3 separate regions of the Sus scrofa genome follow, and all the other regions are linked to region 1. The links are chromatin contacts, called in public Hi-C maps. All regions are on one chromosome and are shown on one strand. Each heading gives the region's core, a stretch centred on a gene start, on an enhancer-like site or on the middle of the called end of the contact. The rest is flanking DNA. Distances are from core to core; before and after follow the strand shown.

What was found. Hi-C and Micro-C count contacts between places; a contact is called where the count stands out from the background.
Region 2: a contact with region 1 is called in a Hi-C map of heart right ventricle, with 7 times the contacts expected there. The contact joins the promoter of PMAIP1 here to the promoter of KIAA1468 in region 1. A contact is called at or near these places in 1 of 47 Hi-C or Micro-C datasets (heart right ventricle) and 1 of 2 datasets of contacts at active chromatin or transcription factors (alveolar macrophages).
Region 3: a Hi-C map of alveolar macrophages shows a contact between it and region 1, with 4 times the contacts expected there. The contact joins the promoter of VPS4B here to the promoter of KIAA1468 in region 1. A contact is called at or near these places in 1 of 5 promoter capture datasets (fetal skeletal muscle), 2 of 47 Hi-C or Micro-C datasets (alveolar macrophages and heart right ventricle) and 1 of 2 datasets of contacts at active chromatin or transcription factors (alveolar macrophages).

What each region holds. Positions count from the first base shown.
Region 1 is chr1:159,315,936-159,319,600 of Sscrofa11.1, reverse strand. It overlaps KIAA1468 (lisH domain and HEAT repeat-containing protein KIAA1468 homolog), which reads left to right and starts at 1,926. Exons shown (of 29, transcript XM_005654481.3): 1 at 1,926-2,712. The coding sequence starts at 2,193. PIGN (GPI ethanolamine phosphate transferase 1) reads right to left here and starts at 1,867. Exons shown (of 28, transcript XM_021099782.1): 1 at 1,717-1,867.
Region 2 is chr1:161,186,381-161,190,045 of Sscrofa11.1, reverse strand. PMAIP1 (phorbol-12-myristate-13-acetate-induced protein 1) reads left to right here and starts at 1,908. Exons shown (of 2, transcript NM_214147.2): 1 at 1,908-2,148. The coding sequence starts at 2,085.
Region 3 is chr1:158,231,216-158,234,880 of Sscrofa11.1, reverse strand. VPS4B (vacuolar protein sorting-associated protein 4B) reads right to left here and starts at 1,842. Exons shown (of 11, transcript XM_003121699.5): 1 at 1,562-1,842. The coding sequence starts at 1,588.

The DNA of each region.
Region 1 (3,665 bases), core at 677-3,176:
GGGCTATTTCTTAAACATTTTAAATTGATAAGTAAACCTCTATGTACTGTGGAAAAGAAAAGTACTTACTGAGAAGTATGGCCAGTTGATTTGTTATGGGGTTGGAAGGTAAACAAGTCCATGATTATAGGATACAAAATAGACTCAGGAAACTACTGATGTGTTTTAGGAAGTCAATCATGGAAGAACTTCTACATACAACTTTTGACAACTCTCTGAGGAAATACATTTTAAATCTATTTTCAACTTTCATTCTAGAAATCAGACCCTATATTAAAGATAGTCCCTTTGGGGCCTACTAACTTGACTGCTTTTTCTGGCTGTAGTTACTAAACACTTGACATTGGGTTTGCTTTGCTTTATTTTTAAAAACCTGTCAAATATTCACAATATATACTAATATTACATTAATTGATAACTGACTATAACGACAGATTTATTGTATACTAGGCACCAGGTACTGTGACAAGCATATTCCTAATTCTGTGAACTTTCAGAGTATCCCCTTGACAGATGAAGCTGAGAGAATTAAGGAACTCTAATTTTAAAGTCTCACAGCAAATAATTGCCAAAACTGGGATATGAGCTTTAGGCTCTTCAGCTCAATAAGCATAATCCTTGAAGGGAGGACTCTAAGTGCAGGGACCTTAAATACAAAAGATTTCTAAAATGCCGCATTACAGACATGGAAATGCTGTATATAGCCAATCCATTTCTAATCATGCCCTTTCCATGACATTCCCTAATCCCTACCATTCCTCCATTACATTGGTTCCATTTTCAATCTCTCTGACAAACTTAGTTACAATGAGGATCAGCAATCTTTTTTGCTAAGAAATATGTAACAGGACAGCGCGTAGCCTATTTTGACATAATTTCCCTAAGATCTGGGATTTTTTTCCCCATGCTTTTCTTCAATATATGGCAGACACACAACAATTTAGAATTCAAACATTAGGAGCTAATATTCTATTCAAAAAATACTTCAAATTCTTACTACTAACAACATCAAAACACTTCTACCAAAAACAAAACAAAAAACCCAAAACTTCACTCCAATGAAATTTTAGTTTACCGAGTCTGGTAAACTGAAATTAAGCCTACATTTAAATGTTGGCATACATTTACATGAACCAATAACGTGCCCTAAGGATATGAAAGAATACTCTATTTGTATTTTTTCACAGAGCTAAAGGAGATACTTTACTGCTTCAATGGAATATAACTTTACCCAACCAAACCTTTGAGTTCTGTCTTCTATTTACTCCCTCCACCTCCCATACCCTCACCCTACCGCATACCGCTCTACCTCTAACTCGGTGGTAAGTAGGCGGTCCCCAGGCCTAAGGTGAGAAAGCAAGGAACAGAAGCCACATTCAGACTGCTGCCCCTGCCCTGGGCACTTGCTACACTTGCGGAGAACATGTCATTAGCAGCACACAGTAAGAAAAAGCGAAGTATCCTAAGGAAAAGTGAAGCAGCGCGTCAGAGGCCGTGAGGCCAGCTTCAGAACCACCACACCTCTCCTCTCTAGTCCCCTGACTTTACCTGGGCTTATCCAGGTGAGGCCTGATCTCAGGAATGAGGTCTTCTCAGCGCGAAGGCCGATCCAGCTCTGTAGCAGAGTTCCCCTAGGTCCCCGAAAGGAAAGCCAAGAGAACGTTCCTAGGCCACCGTCATAACTGCCCCTTATCGTGGAACGCCCCCGATACTTACCTGACCAGAGCTGCTCTCGCGATAATTCTTGGGCCCGTACTCCGTAACTCCAGTCCCCGCCCCCCTCCATCGGCCAATAAAATAGGAGTGGGGGAGGGGCTTTGCCTCTGAGCTGGGAGCGGGGCTCCCAATCTTTGCTGGCTGGGGTTGAGAACGGGCGGGGCGGGGAGGGGCGGGGCTGGGGCAGAAAGAGGGGCAGGGCCCGCGCCATTTCTCGCGAGACTGGGGACCAGGAAGACGCCTGCAGAGCCCGGCTGCTGGTGCAGCTGCTGCTAAGGCAGCGGCTGCTGCTGTTGCTACTGCGCTGCATCCGGACCATTTGCCTCCGAGCCTGGGCCTTGTCTCCAGGTGAGGAGGCGGGACCTAGTGAGGCCGGGGCTGTGGAGGTGCACAGTGCCTGCTCAAGCTTAGCTGGAATTCAGGCTGCGGCCTGTCTGATCCAGACAGGGAGGCGCCCACACTCCTGACAGTGTAAGATGGCGGCGATGGCGCCTGGAGGTGGTGGCGGCGGCGTGAATCCATTCCTCAGCGATTCAGACGAGGACGACGACGAGGTTTCAGCGACCGACGAGCGGCGGGCAGGACTTAGGCTCAGTTCTGGGAGCGGCCTAGATCCTGGCTCTGCAGACTCGCTATCGCCCCAGGATCCCGTGGCCTTAGGAAGCAGTGCAAGACCAGGGCTCCCTGGGGAGGGGTCAGCGACTGCAGTGACACTAGGGAGCACCGGGGAGACCCCCGCCAGATTGTCAATTGATGCGATCGCGGCTCAGCTGTTGCGCGATCAATACTTGCTGACAGCCCTGGAGCTGCACACGGAGCTGTTGGAGAGCGGCCGCGAGCTGCCCCGGCTGCGCGACTACTTCTCCAATCCTGGTAACTTCGAGAGGCAGAGTGGGACCCCGCCTGGGATGGGGGCGCCGGGAATCCCTGGAGCAGCTGGCATTGGAGGCGCAGGAGGTCGGGAGCCGAGTACGACATCGGGTGGGGGACAGCTCAGTAAGTGAAAGCAGCCTGCCTCTTGTCTGGGCAGTTGGGATTGTAAGAGGTTCTTGTGGAGGAGGGGGTACCTCTGGGCGGGTACTGAGTATTAGGGACGTTTCAGAGAGAGACGGTTCGGGTTGGGGGTAGTCTTTCGTGGTGGAAGCAAAAGGATATGGCAGTGACTGTTCTCTGCCCGCCTCCAACTCTTGGCTGGACTTGCACCTGCTCCTGGCTCCGCTCTTGGTGTGTATCTATTAATTATCCAGAGTTTCCAGTTCACTGGCTTTACGTGACTCCAGAAAGACTTCTTTGCAACCTGGTTTATCGCTTTAATCATTTTTCCATTTTCGACAATCTCCTGAATCACCACTACCAGGAAAAAGTGTTCCTTTAATTGTTCGCAGTAATTATTTGACTCAGAATCAAGAGGGAAAAGAATAGGAAATGTTGCTAGCCCTTAAAGTCAGATCCACTTGAAGACCTTTTGTCTTTAGGATGACTTACTTAAAAGTTAGGTTTTTTGCTGGTAAAATTTTTTCTGTTTAAATAAACTCAATTTAATTCCATTTCAGTTCCGTAATTTCAGTAGGTTTCCAGAATTTTAGGAAGCCTAGGGTGGAGGGCGGGCAAATTCTATCTACCTGCAGTGTATCTGCAGCTCACCAGCTCACAGGCCTTCTTCTCTACATTAAGTTAGGAATTAACTTTTTTTCCCTTGTTATAGTCATTTTTAGCAGTGTACAGTAATCATCTACCTCATTCATCATTTATTTATAAGCATTTCTTATGGCTTTAAAACGTGCCATCAAGGATGTATACTAGGTTCCCAGCAACCCCCTTTTGAGAGGCATCTTAGATATTACCTTACTAATGGTATGAGATGTTTTAGTGTGTTATGTGAGGCCAATTGGAATTTACTAATAAATGTTAAATATACACGTTTTAAATTGTAGCCTAATTGATTATTT
Region 2 (3,665 bases), core at 659-3,158, 1.9 Mb before region 1:
ATGATAATGTTAGAGGTCAAGATTGACACACCCTTTGTAGTAAACATGATGTAATGTGTTTTTCTTTTGTTGAATGTCTATACTGCATCTCAGGGTGCAGGAGTTGATGAGAAGTTTACTAATTTATCTAATCAGGGATCCAACGGTGTCAGTCAAAAAGAGCCTTGAGAATTTTGGGGGGCTACCAGGTTCAAGATAAGCTGCATCTCTCTTGGGCTTCCTGTGACATGTGGTGGTTAACTCCTGAATTTTGTGTATTCTTATCCCTGGGTGTTCATCACACTCAAAACCAAATTGTTTAAATTCAAGAGTAGTTTTGTTCCATGCTTATAGCATTGTCTACATTTCTGCAGGACCAAGCCACAAATAAAAACCTGCAGGTTTGTGTTGATTGAGTGACTTAAGGTAAACAAACAAGTTCAAATGCCTACTGGGGCCAGATCAAGTAAATGAGAAAAACAAACAGCAGGGAGCGTGGCCAACCTGAGTGACCCCGCCCAATGTCTCTCTACGGGGAATGGCAGCCTCCAGCCCGCTCTGCTCTTTAGGAAAACGGATCCTGCGTTGTCAGGAACTAATGATTTCCTAAAGGAAGCCAGAAATCTGGACTTTTAATGTAATCTCTCCATTTTTAAATGTTGGAAAACCAATTCGAATTTTCACAAGACATCTGGTAGACCAATACGGAGAACCAAACCAAGCACTTCTAGAAAGTCATGGAGCTCTAAGCAACCAATTTACAGCCTCTGCATTATTCAGGGCAGATAATAAAAGAACACTCTTTTTCTAAAACACTGATTCCTGGTAAGGCGGCAGTGGGTAAGAGGGCTTGCTCGGTATGGGCCTGCCAGGGTTCAGATTCTGCCACTGATCTCTGCCTGTGTGAGCTGAGGCAACTCGATCTCTGCAAATTTCAGCTTTTGAACCACACGATCTAAAGTGGCCACACGATGCTAAGAATGCCAGCTTGGTAGGGTAGTTCTGAGGACAGAATAGGAAATGCCTGCGGAATCCCTTAGCATGAAGGGGTCCTCAATACCTATGACCATTCCAAATGACTCCTCCTTTTTACAAAAACAAAAGTATTCAAGTGCCAGCCAAACATCGTGCAAATAACTTCCTATTCCCAGATTCCTCATTCTTTCCTCCACCAAAGCATTGAAAGTTTTCTACACGATGACCTACTCTTTTTTTGTGTTACTAAACATCTACAATGGTCAGGAGACCCATGGGGAATAAACGCTCTACTTTTTCAACCCAGCCGTGAATTAGTTAGCCCCCTCCCTCATTCACATTCCCTCCCCCTCCCAAATCTAAAGTGTTTGCTCGCGTGCTCCGAGTTTTCAATTTGCAACAATTTCCCAATAGTTTCAGTTTCAATCTGGTACTTTTCTCACTTGGCTTCTGGTACCATCTCTATGGTTATTAAAGTTTTCTTCATTTCACGTCCCAGAAACTTCCTAAGTTCTCGGAGTTTGAAAACTGTCCTCTTCTAAACTCTTTTCGGGGTTTGTTTACAGACGTCGCTAATTGCCCATTTCTGATAAGGACGAAGCTCCAGGATTCCCCATCCCCAACCTTCTGCTAGGAGAACCTTTCTCCGCTCGCGACTCCTACACCCCGACAAGTCTGCAGCTGACTCGTTTGTCAAGGAAGTAATTTCCAGGCTGGGCCTTGCCTCTCCCGCCAAGCTCCCGGCGCCCCCCGCCGCGGATCGGCGCCGCCGCAGGTCGCCAGCGGGTCCCGGCGGGTCGCGCTGCACCGCGCGCTGCGCTGGGCCAGTTACTCGCTCCCCCCGCCCCTTTGCGCGCTGGTCCGAGGGGGCGGGGACAGGGGCGGGCCCGGCGTCAAGTTTCTCTACGTCACTGGGAAGTCCCCATTAGGTCGGAGCGCGGGCAGCGGCGGGAGCGCCAACCTCAGAGGCTTTTGGGCGTTCAGGGTGTTGCTTTTCTAGCTCTCTCCCGCTTGCTCGCTTCTGCCCGACCGCCCCGCGCGCAGCCTGCTACCTGCAGAGCCAAGGTGCTCGGGTCCGGGGACTGAGTTCTCGGAGTTTTGCGGCAAAGTTCCGGCTGCTGTTTGCGGAGATGCCTGGAAGGAGGTCTCGTAGGAACACTCAGACGAACCCTACGCGGGTGGCCCTCCCGCCAGGTAGAGAGCAGCTGGGGCCCGCGGAGATCCTGACCCGGGGCGGAGGCTGGGGTCGAGGTCTCGGTCCGGGCGGAGTCACCCCATGTGCGCCGGGCCTCAAGGTCAGGCCGGCGCTGTGCCCTTGCACATGTTTTAGGGGCGCCGGCAGGAAGTTCTTTAGGGGTTTAACCGCGGACCGTGGATATGACCAGGGAGGGAGTCCGGCTTAGGGTTGGGATGCAGCAGCATTTCAGAGGATGCTGAGATCAGCTTTCCCATCCCCACTTGTTCTGCCCCTGGGCCATGGGAAGAAAAAGAGCAAGTACGGGCGCCAGCCACGCGGAGAAAGTCATTGCCATGGCGGGTGGGGCCGAGAGAGGCTCCAGGAGCTTCCTGGCCTCCCAGCGTTTTCTGAGGGAGGCCCTCTCCCTCCCGTATTCTGGATCTTTTGAGCCTTACCCCCCTACCCCAGGCAGTAATAATGCTTGATACTATCACAGGCCTTCCACAAAAAACTGACGGAGGGGTTGGAGGTCCCACAAGGACTGGTGAAATCAGGATAATAGAAAGTTTTTCTTCTTTGTTAGAAGTGTAACATTTTAACAATCGATATTAGCTGCAGAAATGGGGTAGGAGAACAGGAGTTGGTCCGCAATGTTTTTCAATCCACCCGTTCCTCTGCCCTTCCCCATCCGTGTACCTCATCAAATAATTTAAGGTCGGTTTCCTTATAAATCTTATCAAATGGAGCAGCCATCTGCTCCTAAGGAGCAGTTGCAAAGAAGGCAAATAAGTCTCTGAGCTGGAAATCTGTGTGGGTCATACTGCTGTTACATCAGATGGTAATAGGCCGTTTTATACTTAGTTTAACTTTTTAGAGCCCATGGACCGCTCAAAGGAAGTGGTGCATTGCCCGTGTGGTCATGGCAAAGCTGGCACCAGGCTGCTCTCTTGACTCTTGCTTGGGAGGGAAGAAACTTTGCCCGTCTTTTGTGCTGGCCCAGAAATCTGGCCATGTTTCAAAAAATTTCCCATCATCTTCAAGAGCCGACTTACTCCCTATTAATAAGAGACAGCAGAAAGGTCCCTCTTAAACTTGGTTAGACAGTAATACAGTAAAAACAACAAAAAAACAAACAAAACCAAAATTAAGGTATAAGTGACATGTAACATTGTATTAGTTTTAGATGTACACCATGATTTGATATATGTGTGTACTATGACATGATTACCACAGTAAGTTTAGTTAACATCGATCACCACACAGTTACATTTTTTATTAATACATTTATAGATGTAACAAAAAATTAATACATTTATAGATGTAAAAAACAAAAAGGAAAGAACTAGGTGCTATTATCTGCCCTTTTTAATGAAAGGGATAGTTTTTCCTCTTACAATTCAGGGCTTCCAAAATTGTATGCTAAGTGATAATTTGTTTCTGTTTTTGTTTTTTAGGATAGCATGTTAATATATTCCACTCACTGAAAAAAACATGTCTTTGTAGATACTTCTCCAAATGCTTGACGCCGTAGCCT
Region 3 (3,665 bases), core at 593-3,092, 1.1 Mb after region 1:
TCCCTGTTTAACACTAGCAACTATGCCTTTAACATGGGTCTATCTTGAGCTGATTCGCTGAAGAACATCTACAGTCCAATTCAAATATGATACAACTGATTATAGAACGAAACTGCAAATCTAGCAAAAAAAAAAAATGAGTAAAGAGATGAAAATTGCATTGCAGAATGCCCAAATCACACGCAGTCTTGACAAATGAAAAGATGGTGGATTATGTATAAAATAGATGAGCAACAAGGATATATTGTATATAGCACAGGAAATTACAGCCATTATCTTATAATAACTTTTAATGGAGTGTAATCTGTAAAAATACTGAATTACTATGCCGAACACCTGAAACTAATATGACATTGTAAATAAACTATACTTCAAAAGAAAAAGTTTTTTTTTTTTTTTAAAAAGATGATGGAATGAAACTATGCAGTTAACTGTTCACAAACCAGTAAGGATAAAGGCAAGATGGGCACTTCAAAAGACATAAAACATTTTTATAATATTTTTGGTCGATTTTCAAGATAAAAGTCCCAAACAAGCACCCCAACCCTCTTTTTGGTGACTGTCTCAAAAATTTCTCATCTGGGAGTTCTCCTGCTGGCTCAGCGGAAACGAATCCAGCTAGTATCCACAAAAATCAGGGTTCGATGCCTGCCTCGCTCAGTGGGTAGGGCATCCGGCGCTGTGGTGAGCTGTGGTGTAGGTCGCAAACACGGCTTGGATCCGGTGTTGCTGTGGCATAGGCGCGCAGCTGTAGCTCCGATTCCACCCCTAGCCTGGGAACGTCTATATGTCGCGCGTGCGGCCCTAAAAAGCAACAACGACAACAACAAAATTCTCATCTCAGTGAACCCCATTCCACAGAGATCTAACAAGTCTAAAATCTTAAAATTACAGGATTTATTTACCAAACACGGAGCTCACTATGGTAGGGATGGGAAGGTGAAGTCACAAAAGAGTTTAAGAATATTCTCTGATCTTATATACTACATTTTGGGAGCTGTGAGTGCACATGAATGCGGAACTCAATGAATTCACCGATTCCTCTAAATTCGAGCCTGTTTGCACGTTTCTATTCACCTGACAGCTCTCGAAAAGAAAGGTTTTCCTATACAAACTTGAGAAACTAGGAGAGAAGTCGGACCACCCTACTTTCAACTAATCCAGAGCAGTCGGTGCTTTGGATACATTACAATCTTTCCTTTCTCCCTTACACTGATTGGAGCTTCTGCGCCTCTCGTTCAAATCTGTGCCCAGTTCAGTTTAAACTCGGCTGGCTTTCAAAGGAAAAAAAAAAAGCCACTTCGCCCCCCCCCCAAACAAAAAAAAAAACTTAATGAAAATCAAGACTCCCACAAAATCACTGGGCTTGGGAGACCCCGGAAGCTGGCAGAAAGGGCCTGACCTGCCCACCTGCCGCCCGACGCCGGCACAGCCCTCCTCCGTCAGGCCAGAGGGGCGCGGCCGCTTCCTCTCTCCTCCTTGCCCCCTAACTTCACCCCACACCCTACGCCCCGCGCCCCCCTCGGCTTTGGCTCTCCAGGGGGAGGGAGAAAAGTGATACCTGGAGGTTGGGCGAGGTGGATGCCATGGCGGAAAGGCGATTCCCCGAAGAGGAAGGGAGGCAGAAGACAACAGCAGCAACGCCGAGTCAGGCCCGGAGTTACCCCTAAACGTGCGTAGGCTGGCTGCTCTCAAACCCCCAACAGCGGCCTCCTTTCCGCAACTTATTTGAAAACAGCACCGCGATCTCAAAGCCGCCCGACCCTCCTTACAAAACTTCCGCAATCCTGAACTCCCACCTCCGGCCTTAGAACTTCCGCTTTCGTCATCAACATGCGCACCACCCTGTCCCGAGCCATCCGGGTCTTGCCTCAGTCCCAGGCCTCGCGAGACCGGGAGAGAGGTCCCTGAAGCCTACCCGAGGCCTGGCGGAAGTCAGCCAGCGCGCAGACGCACTGAGACTCCGGCCTGGGGCTGAGGGGCTCTCTGGGGGCTGAGAATCCTTCGGTGTTCTTCCTTTTCCTGATGTCTAATGCTGTTATTAGCTCTGGCTCCTTTCACTCCAGGTCATGGAGCGCGCTCTGTCGGGCTGTGGATGCTGTATGAAAAAAGTGATCCAGTCTTGGTTGGGGACTTTGGGCCCCTTAACACTTACTCTTATGTAAAATGGGGGGAATTACAGTGCCTAACTCCGGGTTGTGAAGAATGCTGGCGCTGCATGGTTAGGCGCATTGCACAGGGATAAGCGAGCGGGAAGGTCTGAGTATGCGTTGGAACTTGTTACTGCTCACGCTTTACAGTTTATCCAACGAACATTTCCCCAACGGTCATTGTCAAGGCTCTAGGAGGCCCGGAGAACTTTAGTAAAAGTTATGTATGGCTGCTGTCTTCAAAGGCATTATGGTAGTCCAATGGGGATGCAGGCTGCTGCACCCAACTCTTATCAGATATTACTTATTCCAGTTATTGTTACAAGGAAAGTTAATGGCCTGAGAGGTTAAGTGCTTTATATGTGATCACAGAAGTCGGGGATTATTGGCAGAACTAAAGACCCTTTTTTCTGTTGTTTGCAGCCACAGTCCTGTTTTTCTTCATCCTTTCTTAGTTTAGCTTCCTAATCCTTTCTAATCACCTGGCGTCTCCTAAATGAAGTACTTCCCTCCCCCACCCCCTTTTTTGACCTCCCTGGTGGCAGGAACCTGAGCTGCAGCAGTGACTAGGCTGAATCCTCACTGCTAGGCCACCAGGGAACCCCCCTCCTGCTTTTTATTGGTATTGTCACTACCCGGTTATTGAAATCTCTTCTGCATAGTGTCCTAGTGTCCTTTCTCTATCCTCTTCACTTTCTACCATTCTTAATTCCTAAGGGTAGAATTTCCTCAAGAGTGCGGCATCCTCTTTCATACTACTCAATCTCTGCTCCTCTTACCGTTTCCTGGGCTCCAGATAACAACAGGATAGAAATGGCTTCCAATGTCAATCTCCAGGCCAGGGTGTGTTCTGCCCAGTATTTAACAGTTCACTCCCAGAGATCTCCAAAAACTGTATAGTTTCCCCACAAGACAAATTCAACACATTGAAAGCCAAATTAATTATACCTCATACTTCCTTCTCTGTCTTGCCTTCTCAGAAGGATATCACCAAATCTCTGTCATCCAGGTTCAAAGATAAAGCCCTCTGCCTGCATCTACCAATGCTTCTTCTCACTCCTCTGTCCCCTTTCAGTTACTGGTAAAATAATGTAAGGACTCCAGCCCTTAGAATGTGAGCACATTGTAGACACTAAATGAAAGTTAAACTATTAAACTGAGCTGCTTAAAATAACTCTCTGGTTCCTTAGTGACTTTTAGACTTGCTTTTGCCTGAAGGTACAACCAGACTCCAATTTACCTTTCAATTCAATCTCTAAAGTTTTACTGAACACCCACTAAACAAAAGTCCACTAGGTATTAGGAAACTTTGAAGATGAATAAGATATGGTCCTTGCCATTTAGGAGTTTACAATTTAGTGGGAGAAATAGACATGTAATGATGAAAAGAGAATTCATTGAGTTATTTATTGAGTAATACCATATGCCAGGGTACTTTAGATGCTGGATATGAACCAAATAATCAAACATTCCTCTTTTATCACCAATACAGAAATAAATCATGTTGATATCATG